Linked DNA regions of Rattus norvegicus: region 2 is linked to region 1. A link is a contact called in public Hi-C data. All regions are on one chromosome and are shown on one strand. Each heading gives the region's core, a stretch centred on a gene start, on an enhancer-like site or on the middle of the called end of the contact. The rest is flanking DNA. Distances are from core to core; before and after follow the strand shown. Region 1 holds the start of Silc1 (sciatic injury induced lincRNA upregulator of SOX11). Region 2 holds the start of Sox11 (SRY-box transcription factor 11).

Region 1 (7,607 bases), core at 3,927-6,426:
AAAGCACAAACTTCCTGCAGCTTGTGTCTGGCTTTTTACTTCCCCATTTACATAGGCTGGCTTTTCTTCTGTTACTGGACCATGCTCTGGGAGACCTACCTCCAGGCGTCTACACGTGTTCCACTCCTATTTCTTTTTTTAATTGGATATTTTTTTATTTACATTTCAAATGTTTTCCCCTTTCCCAGTTTCCCTTCCATAAACCCCCATCCCATCCTCCCTCCCTCTGCTTCTATAAGGGTGGTCCTCCACCCATCCACCCACACCTTCCCACCTCCCCATCCTGACATTCCCCTAAACTGGGGCACCGAACCTTGACAGGACCAAGGGCTTCTCCTCCCACTGATGCCCATCAAGGCCATCCTCTGCTACATATGCAGCTGGAGCCATGGATCAGTCCATGAACAGCATTTGGATGGTGGTTTAGTCCCTGGGAGCTCTGGTTGGTTGGTATTGTTGTTCTTATGGGGTTGCAGACTCCTTCAGCCCCTTCAATCCTTTCTCTAACTCCTCCAATGGGGAACACTTCTATTTCTTAAAGCACAGCCTTTCCCTTTGAGTCCAAGCAGTCTCCAGATGCCTAGGTCTGCTATGATTCATTTTCCTTTGTTTCTCTGTCCAATTTGCTTTCAGCTGCTTGGACATAAGAGCCCCCGACAGTTTCCCTAGCCATCACGCTGAGAGAAGACCCCTGCATAGCATAGGTGACATGGATGGGCATTTGTTTACTTCATTTGATTTTTTTTCTTAGTGAATTAAATTTCTTCTTGAACGTTTTCAAACACGGATAAAAATGCATTCTAATTGCTTCTCGCCCACTGCTGCCATCCCCTCCCCCCCTCAAGTCTTTTCCTCACACTCATGTCTTCGTTTTATTTAATGGCCCACTGCAGTTCATGAATAAAAAGGTAGATGTGGGGTTCCTGCCTGCTGTACTTCCCCCCACACCTGTGGTCCTACTTCCACACACAGATTCACAATCTGCCTTCCTCAGCACCTGAGATCTCCCCTACCTTACTCATTCATGTCAAACACACACACCCTTCTCCATCAGGTGTAGTCACCAAGAATGTTTCTGAGGATGTATGAAGAAAGCCTTTAGGTTAGCCCCCGGGCCCTCCTGTGCCTTACTGAAAACGAGAGTCTCCTGCCTTCCCTGATTTTCCCCACCTGCAGGGGGAAGGCATGGGGTTGAGGAAACAGCCAAAAGCATCCAAGTACCCTACGGAGCTGACGCCTGACTTGAAGTGTCCCTAGAGATTCATGTGTTGAAGGCTTGGTTCCCAGCAGGTGGCTCTGTAGTGGGGGACTCTGGTGGGGGAAATCTAGTGAGAGGAAGTGGGTAATGACGGGGAGCAGGTCTTTGGAGGTTGTACCTTGTTGGTCCTCTCCTCACTCTCTGCTTTCAATCTACTATATGATAAAGTAGTTGTCCAGTTACCTACTTCTGTAGGCACAGTTCTGTAAAAGGCAAACAAGTTCAGAATAAGCCCCCTAATACTGTGAGGCAGAATGACTCCTTGAAGTCAATATATCCAGTATTTTGGATATAGCTACACAAAAGTAACTAACATAGATACGTTTGAAGGTCATTACGGTATTCAAAAAAATAAAACTGATGTAATGGTCCGTGCTGTCAACCTGACAGAATCAAGAATCACCTGGCAGACCTCTGCATATGTCTGTGAGGGACCTTGATAACATCACTTGAGGTGTGAAGACCTGTCTACTGTGGGCAGCACCATTCCCTCGAAAGCTGAACACTAATGTGTATGCAGTCAATGCTCTCTGCTTCGTTCCTGTAGATGTGTTGCCATCAGCTTCCTCACATTGCTTCCTCTGGCCCATCCCCACCATGATGAACTACACATTAGACCCGCAAGCCAGAATAAATAATCCCTTCCTTGAGTTACTTAAGTCAAGATATTACAGCAGCAGGAAAAAGAAACGAAGATGTTTGGGACTAGGATTAAAATAGGAATTATGATCCCAGAATATAAATAACATTCAAAAATCAGTGTACAGAGCTTTAAAATGCATTTTGGAAGATAATGAATGTTTAGGTGTATACCTCCACACTTAGTCATGACGCACAGCATCTGCATTCAGTCTAATACCATAAACTAAGTTGCTGCTGCTAAGTATAGAGTATTTTCATGGCATGACTCTCCTCATTGATGAGAGCAACTCATGCATAACTTCCCTCTTGCCCAGCTTGTACATGACTTAGGCTCATCAAGTCCTGTTAGTTACAGCCTTATCTACAGGCGCTTCCTTCACACATCATCTCCCTCTCCTCATTTGTATGTGTGTGTGGGGGGGGTTGGGGGGTAAGCACCCATGTGTTCTGGATTCTAGGACAGGTTCGGTCTTCTGTACACTGTACCTCCTTGACCCAGGGAGAAAGATCCTATCCATCTTCCTGGTAATCTGTTCTGCTAATCAGAACTATCAAAGGCAACATCTTTGCCCACTGCATAGGAGAAGTGCTTTAGAAAGTCACTTAGGAAAAAAGCTGATCCTAAGAACCCACAGTATATACCAGAACAGTAGTTTCTGGTGACTGCACCAGCCCTCTAACACAGGCTTATAGATGAGCAGTATGCAAATCTCTTTGGTCACTTGATTGACTTCTCCAACATCCAATAGGGAGAGACAGAGGCAGCTGCATGCTAATCTTCCCTGACACTAGGTTGCCTGAATTTCTTTCCTGTACCAGCTCTGGTGCATTTGTCAAAGCCTTTGTACTAAAGCACAGCTCCAGGCTCATATGCACAACCTGCCATCTGGGCTACGGTGCTGTGGTAGATCTGGAAGGGTAACATGGACCACGGTCCTCAAGCTTGCTGCACAGTGAAAGAAGCAGTGTGGCGGTACCAGTACCCTGACAAACATGTGATTTAGCTTCCACATCATGAACCTAGGATTTGATTATGAGACAAAAATTTAAGCTTTAAGGTTATCTAGTTATCTCCGTGTTGATGTTGACGTATGAGCCACAAAGTGCTAGGATAGGTGCTGCTAAGACTACAGCCTGTTCTCTCTGTACCACAATTCAAGCTCAGGTAGATTGTAGTCACACTCTATACAGTGTAGAGCAAGGGTCTTATTGTATGTTATCCTATGTGTTCAGGCAGCCTGCCGTGAGCCCTAACCATGCATTGTATAGCCTCTGAACTACAGCCTTTTGCAGCAGCATCTGGACACTGGTCTCCACTGTTTGCATTTCCGGATGTCACCCACAGATACACTCCTTGGGAAAGCCTCCCGAGTTTCCCAGGGTTTGGATTCCCTTTGTCTCCCCCCGCAGTTGAATGGGGTCCTCTATCCTGTGTGCCACATGGTGGTAGTCTTTTGGGGGCTTGGAATCATAGACCCAACCCTAGAGGAATATCAGCTTTGGGCTACTACAGATCAATATAATCTAATACGTCACAGACACTGGATGCTTCCAGGAAGAAGAGACATGAGCTGGAGGGGCTTTTTAGAAATTGTGGCTAAGCTTAAACAACAAATGCAGATGATGCATGCTTGAGTGAAGATGACAGGAGAGCAGAGACTGCAGGAAAAGAGAACCCAAGCACGTTGCTAAGGGATGAAGCCCACACGTCACCTCCAAGACAAGATCAAGAGGTGGGTCAGGAGTACACATCCACCTCCATCAATACCATGGGGTTCTTGTACCTGGCCCTAAATGTAGACAAGGGTCAATGAATGATTATTGAACAGCAAACTCTTGTGACAGGGTAAGCCTCCTGCAAAATAAAACAAGACTATTTGCCTGTTCACCAGCACTGCCTGTCCAGAACCTCACTTCTAGTAAACTGACCCCATTTGGGCTTTCAAGACCATGGAGTCTCACCAAAATCTTTGCTGCAGCCACCAGGGCAATGTGCTGGCCTAAGTCTGTTCCAACCCAAGCTAATGTGATCCTCTACTACGAGTACTGCTCTATGTCTCCCATGTGCTCTCAGCGGTTCCCCAAGCCGCTTCTCCGATGTGCTAGGGCTATGACCCAAATCTCATATCATTTTTTTAGGATGACAAGCCATTCTCATGTGTGTCAAACACCAGGCCCTATGCCAGGGATGCAAACACAAATGCAAACCAGGGTGTAATTCCATCCCCCAAGGACCTCAAGCTCACTGCAGTAAGGATAATCATCTTTTCCTGTGCAGAATTCAGACACTAACAGCTTATGTGATATTTTCCACCTAATACCAACTAGCTTCCTGTTAAGTCTAGGATAGGTTCCAAATTAGAAATTGGCCATCCCACCCCCACCCCAGTGTATCGGTCACCATCTCAGTCTCTTTCGAAGCATCCCATGAAATCCCCCTGGGGACATGTTGATCAGATTCTGGGCTTCTGGGACTAAGCAGAGTCTGGACTACAATTCCTCCTTGGCTAGGTCCCCTCTAAGATAATCCTCCTGTTTTTGGAGGGGGCTTTATGATCCAAGTGCAGGCTAAGCCTGGTTCTTGTTTTTTAACAAGGAATTAGGGAAATACAAGAAATCTTCCTGAATCAATCTGCTTCACCGCAACAGCCAGCCTCAGCAGAATGACTGTTCATAACAACACGGGAAGAAGCATGGGCCAGACAGCCCACATTATCTGAGTCCCCCATCCCCGACTCACCTGACTAGCGCTGCTCAGGTCCGGCTTCCTCAGACTCCCAGCCTGGAGAGCTCTGTCTCGTTTCAGAGGCAGTGTGCAGTGTGCTTTTCCCTGTAGCCCGGCAGCCGTCAGAACACTCTCCAGACTGCAGCATGAATCTAAATTTGGGGTCCTAGGCAGGGGCTTCCAGAGGTGCTTGGCACTGCTTGGAACGGGCATTAAGTGTCTCAGCTCCACTCAGACTGCTGACCTTGGCATGAGCGCTGTGGTACAACTCATCTTGCTGGTGCGAGGAAGCTTTAACTGTCTCTTCCCCGAGCTCATAACCCTCAAGTCGCAGGCTGAAACAACGTCCCACAATGCCACAATGCTCATGCCCCAAGCTGCGCGCAACCAACCCCTGCAAAATGTGCCAGCTAAAGGGAAGCCATCACTTAGAGCAAAGTGAATCTGGGTGGAAGACTATTTATCTCCACCCCCTCCGAATGGTATCAGTTAAGTCAATCAAAGATCATCTTAAGTGTGAAGATACTTTATTTTCTTTCATGTTCTTCCATAAATTCCTGCACATTGAAGCTCCCCCCCCACCCCTGGGCAAAAACAGCTCTACAGCCCTCCCCTTATTGCACAACATATTGTTCTGATTTAACTTATCTGCTTAAAACTCCTTATGGAAAGGATACAGTTGCTGGAGGAGACACGGCTATTTAAACCGTGTAGCCACTTCAGAGGTTAAAAATACACACCAGGATAGGACTGTGTGGTTGGAGGGTAAAGGGCTATATGAGAAGAACAGAGTTGAGGCTCCAGAGATCTGAGATCCTGGTATAGTGGTGATGTCACTGCACAGATGTTGGTGTGATTTGGTCCCTGGCTAACTGATATGACTGCCTAGACAGATAACAGCATTGTCATTCCTGTATTTGGGGTTCATTTGACCAAACTTATCTACCATAGGAAAGAATCCTGAAGGGTTTGGGGGTTCAGAATCCCCACCCTCTCACTTAGCCCTGTAACACCCTGTTTCAGTAACGACAGCCTCAGTATCCCTATTGGTGAGACAGGAAAATGAGGCTTGACATGGGCTGGTGCAATCCCTGTGAGTAATAAATAAGCAAATATGTGCAAAACCACCCAGAAACCATGCTCGGTCCACCATGTGATCGACAGATACAGTGACTGCTGCTGTAGCCAATGGTTCCGACTCTATCATGACTATTTATCCCATTTACTGTCTTACAGGTGCTGGCTTTGCTCGACATCTGGCTGTAGTCAATCCTCTTTAGCCACGGTCTATGCAGCTACGGGTTTAACCAACTGTGGTTTTCAAGTACTAGGCTAGGGCATAAACAGCTTGCATTTGTAAGACCCTGAGCTTAATACTCAGCATTAGAAAAATAAAGGAAAAAGATAAGGGAAAGAAAATAATCAGAAAACTAACTAAACCCATGCTGCCACGGCCCGGTCTTCTCTTCTCACGATTCCCCAGGCAATGGTCATGTACACTGCTCCCTTCTTTGTATCTAAAGGAAGTTGAGCATCCATGACTGTGAGTCCTATTTCCTGTTGGTACTTATAGGTATCTCTTTATGGAAGTGTCACAGTTTTAAAGAAAGTCAAATTCTACTGAGGTTTTTGAGATAATGCCACACATCTGTGTCTAGCCAATCCTAGTGGTTGGGAAGAGTCTCACTGAAGGACTGGTTGTCCAGTGGGGTGTCTCTGAGGGGTTTCTCTTATTTGGTTACTTAAGTTGGGAAGATCTACTGCGAGTATATGCAGCACCAATTCCTGGGCTACATGGTATGAAAGTGAAAGAAGCAAGCTAAGCGACTAGTAATGCATGCATGTGTTCATGGTCTTTCCATGTTTGACTTTCTCTTGGATGTGATGTGACCACCTCTCTGAAGCTCCCACCACAGTGACTTCCCTATCACAGTGTATTTGAAATTTTAAGCTAAAATAAAACCTTCACCTCCTGCACTGCTTTTTGTCAGGGTATTTTATCACAGCAACAGAAATGAATCAATAGAGTCTCCTTCAAACAACATTCCAAGAGCAGTTACTTAGGACTTACCGTATGCTCAGCTCCGCACACAATACCATAGTCTGTGCATTCACAATCTGTCTAGAGTAATGTTCCTTCTGGTGGGCATTTAAAACACACTTGTGTTTGCAAGACCGTACCAGCACCCAGACATCCAACTTTGTCTAGGTTACGAATCCGGTCAGTGTTCATTATGGCTTGGAATGTAGATTTTTACCTCAACATCTTTGTCTTCTGTGGCATTAACTATCCGAGCTAAGGAATATTGCACATAGATAGGAAAGCAGAAAGATGATTTTTCTGGGGTGAGAGAGCAATAGTCTTAACTCTTTCTCTCTACAAATTTGACCATGGGGCCCAATATTTCAATACTATATGGATCATAAGAAAACTTTTAAACCATGGGTGTCCCATATACTTCTTACTAAATAGTTACAAATTTACTCTACTCTTAATAGCAACAGTGATGCTAATGAAATCAGAATTCAGTTTGTGTTACCTGTCACTTACAGAGGCCAGTAAAGCAAAGATGGAAATTGAATCTTAAAATGTCACTTTATCCAGTCAACTGGCAGTCTGAGAAGACAGCTGATTAGTGTCCTAGACACCTGTTTTAATCCCATCTCCTGTAGGCAGGTTATATAGAAAGTGGGGGTTCATCTTCTTTCTCTTTAATTCTGCTCCATCTAGTATGCAGCCAGTTAATTCTTTCATGGTGCAAGAAAGGTGACAGGTGATGGTCCATCAAGGTTCTGGTCTATCAGGGTTTTGTGCATCGCAGGTTGCGTAGCAACATCGCTAGTTTCTGTTTACTAGATTCCAGTGCCATCCTCAGTTGAGACAGTAAGATGTCTCTATTTGTGGTAATATCTCCTGGGAGGGGTTGGGGGTGGGAATCTACCTCACTTGAGACTAGCTATACCAGGCTGGCTAATGGGTCA
Region 2 (7,242 bases), core at 233-2,732, 190 kb after region 1:
GTGAACACCAGGTCGGAGAAGTTCGCCTCCAGCCAGTCCCCCGCGATCATCTCGCTCAGCTCCGGCGTGCAGTAGTCGGGGAACTCGAAGTGGGAGCCCAGGCTGCCCTCGCTGAAGGAATCCAGGTCCTTATCCACCAGCGACAGGGACAGGTTCCCCGCCGCTCCCGCGCCCAGTGGCTGCTCGCAGGCGCTGTGCGCGCCCTGGGAGAAATTCAAGCTCAGGTCGAACATGAGGTCGTCGGCATCCTCGGCGCCGCTGCCGCTGCTGCTGCCGCTGGATGAGGAGGTGGACACGCAGCGCGAGGACGCGGGCGACAGCGCGGGAGGCGCGGGCGGAGGCTGCTGCTTGGTGATGTTCTTGAAGCTGTAGTAGAGCCGGCCGCCCGCGCGCACTTCGTCGTACAGGCTCGCGCCCTCGGGGGACTCGGCGGCACTGCTGAGCGTGGGGCTGGCGGGCACCTTGGCCACGCTGTAGCGCCTCAGCAGCTGAGGGGGCTGCTGCTGCGCCGGTGGCGGCAGCAGGTGCGAGTGCGCGGGCTCGTCGTCGTCGTCGTCTGCGTCCGGCTTGGGCCGTAGCTGCAGCTCGTCGTCCTCGTCGTCCTCTTCATCATCGTCGTCCAGGAAGACGCACTTGGCTGCCTTGCCCGCGCCGCAGTCCCCAGGCTGCGCCGCCTTGCCTGCGCCCGCCTTGCCCGCAGGCGCCTTGAGCTTGGCGCACTTCTTGCCCGGGCCCTTGGCTGCCTTAGCGCCCGCCGCGCTCTTGTCCGGGCTCTGGCCCGCGCTGGGCTTGGCGGCTGGGTCCGTCTTGGGCTTTTTGCGCGGCCGGTACTTGTAGTCGGGATAATCAGCCATGTGCTTGAGGCGCAGGCGCTCCGCCTCCCGGATGAACGGGATCTTCTCGCTGTCCTTCAGCATCTTCCAACGCTTGCCCAGCCTCTTGGAGATCTCGGCGTTATGCATGTCGGGCGACTGCTCCATGATCTTCCTGCGCTCGATCTTGGACCACACCATGAAGGCGTTCATGGGCCGTTTGATGTGGCCCGACGCCGTCTTGCACCAGTCCGGGTCGCTCTCATCCAGGGCCACCGGGCTGCACGCCATGAACTCGCCCTCCTCGGTGTCCAGCGCGTCCCGGGGCAGGTTGCTCTCGGCTTCCGAGCTCTCGGCCTGCTGCACCATGGTCCGCGGCGGGGCTGGGCGCTCGGTCTCCTGCGCGGGCGCCCCTCCCCCTCCCGCCCCTCCACCTTCTCCGGCAAGTTGCAAAGTCCTTGGCCCCGCGGGTCCGCGGCTGCCCCCCTCCCCCCCGGTCCCGTTCCCTGCTGCGGCGGCGGCTGCGGCGACCGGAGAGGAGGCGGCGGCGGCCCGGGACCCGCGCGCGCTCTCTCTCTCACTCGCTTGATTTCTCGCTCTCCCACTCCTGGCAGCCGCCGCAAGCGCCGGACCCCAAGCACTCCCAGGCGCGCGCGCTTCTTCTGCAAAAAGTTGAGGGCTCTCTCTCAACTCGTTATCAGGGTGTCATATGGGTGACATCACTACTCCCCCCAGCCAATAGCTGGTCTCGACTCCGCCTATCTCCCGTTATTAACCACGGGCCCCACCTCCAGCCCCGCCTCCTGGCCAGTTTGCAAAGATGGGGGGGGGGTTGTCTAGAAATATGTTATTTTTTCAAAAGAAATCCGCGAGTGCGCACAGCTGCGCGTGTCCCCGGGGCGGATGCAGGACCGAGTGAGAGAGACCAGCGCGGACTCAAGGGACGATAGATTGAACCCTGGTGCAGATGCACCCACTCGGGCACTGCGAGTGGGTGCTCCCGCTCGTCCCGACCGGGTCGCGCCCTAAACCCGCGCGAGATCGCGCTGCGCCCCTGCCCGGCGGAAGGTGGCGCTTCGACACCGCGCGGCGCCGCGCACGTGGGCTCATCCTCTGGTTCCTTTTCTCCCCCTTTCAGGAGCCCGGCCGCCTTGCCGTCCCTTTCCCCCGGCCCTCCTCCCCCGCGCACCCTCAGGGTTTTGTCCAGTCTCTCCCCGTCTCGTTTTTCCTCCTGGATCGCGCGCCTCTCCCGGTTCGGCCCGAGTAACGGTCTGCAGAGACCGCCTTGTCCAGGCGGCTCCCGAGCGGTTCCGAAAGGAGTTCAGGGATTCAGGCGGGACGGGTCAACGGGCCCGGGACTCAGCATCGCCACCCGCCGCCCCTCCCCCACTTTCTACTCCATAGACCTCCCCACCTCCCCCGCGTCCCGCCTCCTCTGTCCATCACCCACGCCCTCCTCCCCTGCAGCTCGGTCCTGAAACCCTGGCTCTGCCTCCCAGCACGCACCTTCTGGGTCATTTGCTATTTTAACCCAACGGTACAAACCAAAGCTAAAATGAGGTGTACTCGCGTTTAAAGCAAAGATATTTCTTATTTGCCTGCTAAGGCTGCCGCTGGAGTCGCGGCTCCAGCCTACTGCTTTTGCCGGGCTCCTTGGAAACTCGCTTTTCTTTGTGTTGTCTCTTACCCACCTATGGCTCTTCTGAGGACAATGAAAAGAAGTCTTTCTGCTTTCTTTTTAACCTGGCTGCTCACCCTGTTTTCCTCATGCCTACCCACCCCCAGCGCTGGGGGACTGGTTCTTAAGATCTACAGCCCCTCACCCCACCCGGAGTCGCTCACCCGAGAAATCGGCCGCCCGGTACTAGTGGAATTATCTAAACACACTTCCTTTCAGGTTGGTGTACTTCACAGGGCACTACGATTCTCATCTCCCACACACCCGACCCCCGGACATACAATGGTGCCAGGTCTTCTTAGGTCATTTTATTTAAAAAAAAACCGGAGGTGGGGTGGGGTCCCTGTATTTCCCCCTTATCATGTTCACCCTAAAGAAAAGCACTGTCCCAAGCACATGTAATATTGAAGCTAACCTCAGTCCTCAGACTTGATAACGTTGGCATTTTATTTATTGTTTAAGGCCATTGGAACCCAAAATTTGCAGCCATACTGGTTAACCTGATGTCTATAGATGTAGAAAACCCAAGAGGAGTGTGGAAATCCATCTTTGAGGCAAACCAGACATTCTCTCCTGTTTTCCTGTGAACAGCCTGATTTCCCAGCAATGGGGACAACAGGAGAGGATGGGGTGGGGCCAGCTAGTCCCCATCACAAGGGAAATCTACACTGTACATACGGGGAGGTATTTCGTCTTAGCTTCCCCTTGCGAAGCATGGGGCATATACCATCATTGTTACTATGTGACCTCCCCTTCCACAGCCCTCTCTGGCCCGTTTTTTGTTTTGTTTTGTTTTGTTTTGTTTTGTTTTTGTTGTTGTTTTGTTTTGTTTAGAGACAGGATCTTACTCTATACACCTCAGGCTACTCTGAGGCATTTCACCTGCCTCAACCTCAAAGACCACCTGACATCTTATGTGGTTAAAAGAAAACGTGTTTGAAAATGTCTGGCAGTTTAAATTCTGCACCTATTTTTGCTACCTTCCTGATATGAAATTGTGCACAGCTTCAGAAGATGAATGACCTCAGGAGAGGCAGTCACAGAGCCTCTGTGTGTGTGTGTGTGTGTGTGTGTGTGTGTGTGTGTGTGTGTGTGTGTGTGTGTGTGTTCGTTCTCGGAAGGCTGCTCTGGGGGTGGGGATGCCACTCAAAAACACACAGAACTTGTGTTCAAAGACTGAAGAATCATTTGTTGGAGAAAGTGGATCCCAGCTAAAGAGGCAGCGCTTTACTGTGGGAGTCTAGAGGCTCAAAGTGACAAGTGAGAGGCTTGCTGGGTCCTTTAGTACACAGTGGCAGAGACTGGGGATTCCAGAAGCTGGCTGCAGGAGCAGACCTGAGAGCAAGCCCTGCTGTCCTCCCCTTTAGGAGAGCTTTTACAAAAGATCAGCTAGATTGATATTCTGTAATAAGGATCCACACGCATTTTTTGATGTCCTCTCTAGTTATTCAAGGACTGGGAAGGGAAGAAAAAGATTTTTAAAAAAATCTGTAAACATCTTTTATTTTTCTAATTATATTGTATACACTTCTTTTCCTTAAGAGAAAAAAATCTAAGTATAAATTTTCTTTTATAAAGAAAAAGAAAGGGAATGTGGTTGAAGCCCTACCCAGCAAGAACAGCACACACTTTTCTAAAAGGAAAAGTCAAATTATCAACAGCAGGAATAAACTATTTAAAGGGCTGTTGTCTAAGAGACATTTACTCTTTGGTAGTTTTTAATCTTTCCAGTTTTATTTGGTGAAATGAAAATGCTTCTGTTGCAGAGTGTAAGCCAGGTACCATTTTACATCCATCCAGTACACACTTCCTTTCTCTGCCCATGGCTGAGGTATGTGGTTTCCCTGTTAGGGATAAACATTGCTGAATACATAATTAACTCTCAGAGTCTTAATGGTCACATTTGTCTGGGGCTCCCCATGGCTGTACTTTTATAATTATAACTGGTAGCTTTTTCTCTCAGCACATTTTTATAGAATACTAACGTATAAAATGATATTCTACAAAACCATTTAACATTATAATACATCCGAATAAATGTGAATTATTCCTTTTCTTCTCAAAAAAAAAACCATAATTGATTATACAGATAAATCTTAAAAAGTGTTCCTGGTTAAACAGTTGACTCATTTACCTGATGGAGGCATTAAGCCACTCCCCCTTCTCGGCCTCTTGAAACAAGCAACAGCAACCAAAGCACTGACCCTCCCTTTTCATCTTTTCTGCTCTGGCTGTGCCTCAGCATGCCAGGTCCTCACAAATGTCCCTCAGAGGTATCCGTGGGCACAGATTGGCCCCACCCTACCTTGGGTACAGCACAAACTCATACGAACACTTGAGTGTGTGTGCACACCACACTTGGCCAAAAAGGAGGTTGAGAAGTCACTGTGGGCTCTTCACCAGACACTCCGGTTCATGCGTGCTGAAAGGCCGAGGCTTCTGACAGGATTATACATTGCATTTTCAGGCCAGCTCTCTCCCGACAGCAGGCCGCACATAAACTCCTCTAGGTTTGCAAGCACCGGTTGCATTTTCAGACCCAGTGGTTCTCTGCTGTCTGGATGTGGCACAGCCTCGGGACATCCTGAGGACATCCTGGCTGCTCCCAACAAGGTTGAGTGTGATGAAAAGACCTACTGCAAATACCTTGTGCAAGTGTGTGTGTGTGCGATAAATGTGTCAGCATAAAATAGACCGGAGAGAGACTTTTACTGACCACCCCAGGGGTTCAGTTAACAGGTGAGAAATTAAATTAGTATTGTTTAAGAGGCGGAGAAGCGGGAGTGTCTCCTCAATGCATGTGTCTCGGTGCCGCTGCTCTATCTAGTACTTCATAATGAGATCACTGTCTTGACTTGCTGATGTTTCCTTAAGGCCTAGTATGCTCCCAAAAGGAGAGCCTCTGGGCTGAAGTGGTGGGGAGGGAAGAGAGTCCCTGCAAATTATACTAATTCCTCCACGGGAACTGGAGAGGCAGGCTAGGTGAACCTCAGAGCCAGAGTCAGTGAGGGAAGACAGAGGGCTAGATGAGGGATCCTAGGGGGCTAATTCCCATCCCGGGAATGAGGAGGACTGGTCCTTCAGCCTGGATCTTGTCTTGCAGCACTGTCTTTGCTTTGTGTGTAAAATATTCATCATTTTGAACAGGATTGTGTTTGTGATTGTGTGTGAGAGCATGGGTGGCCTGTGTGCGCACAAGTGGGACGTATAAGGAAACAGCTTTGAAGGCACAGTTCACCAGACCGGATTTTTTTTTTAAGCCCAAGTTCTATCCAAATATTCAAGTGTGTTCACTCAGCCACTCTTCAGCCAGCAAAAGCGTCTTGTTCATAGCAGTGAATGTGTCATTGTGGGTGAAGAAGACCAAGATGGGGCAAGGACACCGGAAAAGAAGTGAACTTGTACTATGCCTGGGCTATTTGGCTCATTGCAGAGAGAAGGGACTTCTTCCTGTGGGTAGGAAGCTCTATACAACAGTAAGACAAAAGTATTTAATGGCTGAGGGGCAGGGGAAGGAAGACAGCAAGGAGATCACCTCTTGTCACCTTAGGCTACTGCATGCAAAGAGAGGAAGGGGCACAGCATGGGGCAGACCTTCAGGTGTTTCTGAGGTCAGTTTATGAGCTGGTAGGACACTTTTATTTTCTTCCATGTATATGTTTATGTGTAGGCGTACATGCCAGGGAAGAACTTCTGGAAGTCTGCTCTTCTCCTACCTTGTGGGATCAGGGGTTGAACTCAAATTCTCAAAATAGCAGCGAGTGCCTTTAACCATTGAGCCATCTTTTCTTTCTTTGTTCTCCCCCTCCCCCAGTTGAGCCATCTTGATGGCCCCAATTTCCTGTCTTTAGTATCTTAGATGTTTAATACTAGGAGAAAGATTCCAATTAAATTGCAAGCAGGAAGCATTATTTGGGTGACACCATGCATCTTGGACATTACGTGTTTTAGGAAATGGGTACTTAATTGTGGCTTTGCTGTTTGGATGTTCTTTATTGCTTCAGTTTCTGTACCATTTAAATGTGGCAAACACTTATTTCTCTGGACTCCCTGTGACAGGCTGGCTGCACCCTCCAGCTTCATCAGGTTTCTAGTTTTCAAGGCTAGGAGATGAGATAGTTCTTCTTGTCTAAGTTCTGGGATAATTTGACAGAGGAGGTTCTTTAATTGAAATCCCTCCACGTGAATCCTTGCATGTGTCTTCAGTCCAGCATTCCTCATATTGACATCCCAGTTTTCTCCAGATTTCGTTAGCCTTGGTCAAATTGACAAAGACCTAACCAGTGCAGCTTCCAGGGGGCACCTATGGGAGAAAACACACCATACATCTGTTTCAGAATTATTTTGCTTAATATGATCTCTCCAGTTGCATCTGTTTTCCTGCAAATGACATAATCACTCTTCTTTACTGCCGAAAACACTCCAGTGTGCATACACCACATTTTCTTTATCCACCTCTCTGTTGAGAGACACCTAAGCAGGTCCAAAGCTCAGATCTTGGATACTGCTGTAGTTAAACGTTGATGTGTAAGCATCTCTGTGGTACACTGACTTTGAGTGGAAGAGGCTCTTGTTGGATTGTATAGTTTCACTTGTTAACAGCACATCTGGGAAGAGGGAACCTTGAAGAATTTCCTCCATGATGTTGACCTGGGGGTATTTCTATAAAGCACTTTCTTGATCGCTACTTCATGTAGGAGTACGCCCCTCCCCCCAACACACACACAACTCTCTGTGGGTAATACCATTCTA

Evidence for each region. A called contact is a pair of places that touch in the nucleus more often than the background predicts.
Region 2: a contact with region 1 is called in a Hi-C map of prefrontal cortex, with 4 times the contacts expected there. The contact joins the promoter of Sox11 here to the promoter of Silc1 in region 1. A contact is called at or near these places in 2 of 12 Hi-C or Micro-C datasets (frontal cortex and prefrontal cortex).

What each region holds. Positions count from the first base shown.
Region 1 is chr6:49,548,613-49,556,219 of GRCr8, forward strand. Silc1 (sciatic injury induced lincRNA upregulator of SOX11) reads right to left here and starts at 5,177. Exons shown (of 2, transcript XR_354716.5): 1 at 4,641-5,177.
Region 2 is chr6:49,737,312-49,744,553 of GRCr8, forward strand. It overlaps Sox11 (SRY-box transcription factor 11), which reads right to left and starts at 1,483. Exons shown (of 1, transcript NM_053349.2): 1 at 1-1,483. The coding sequence starts at 1,181.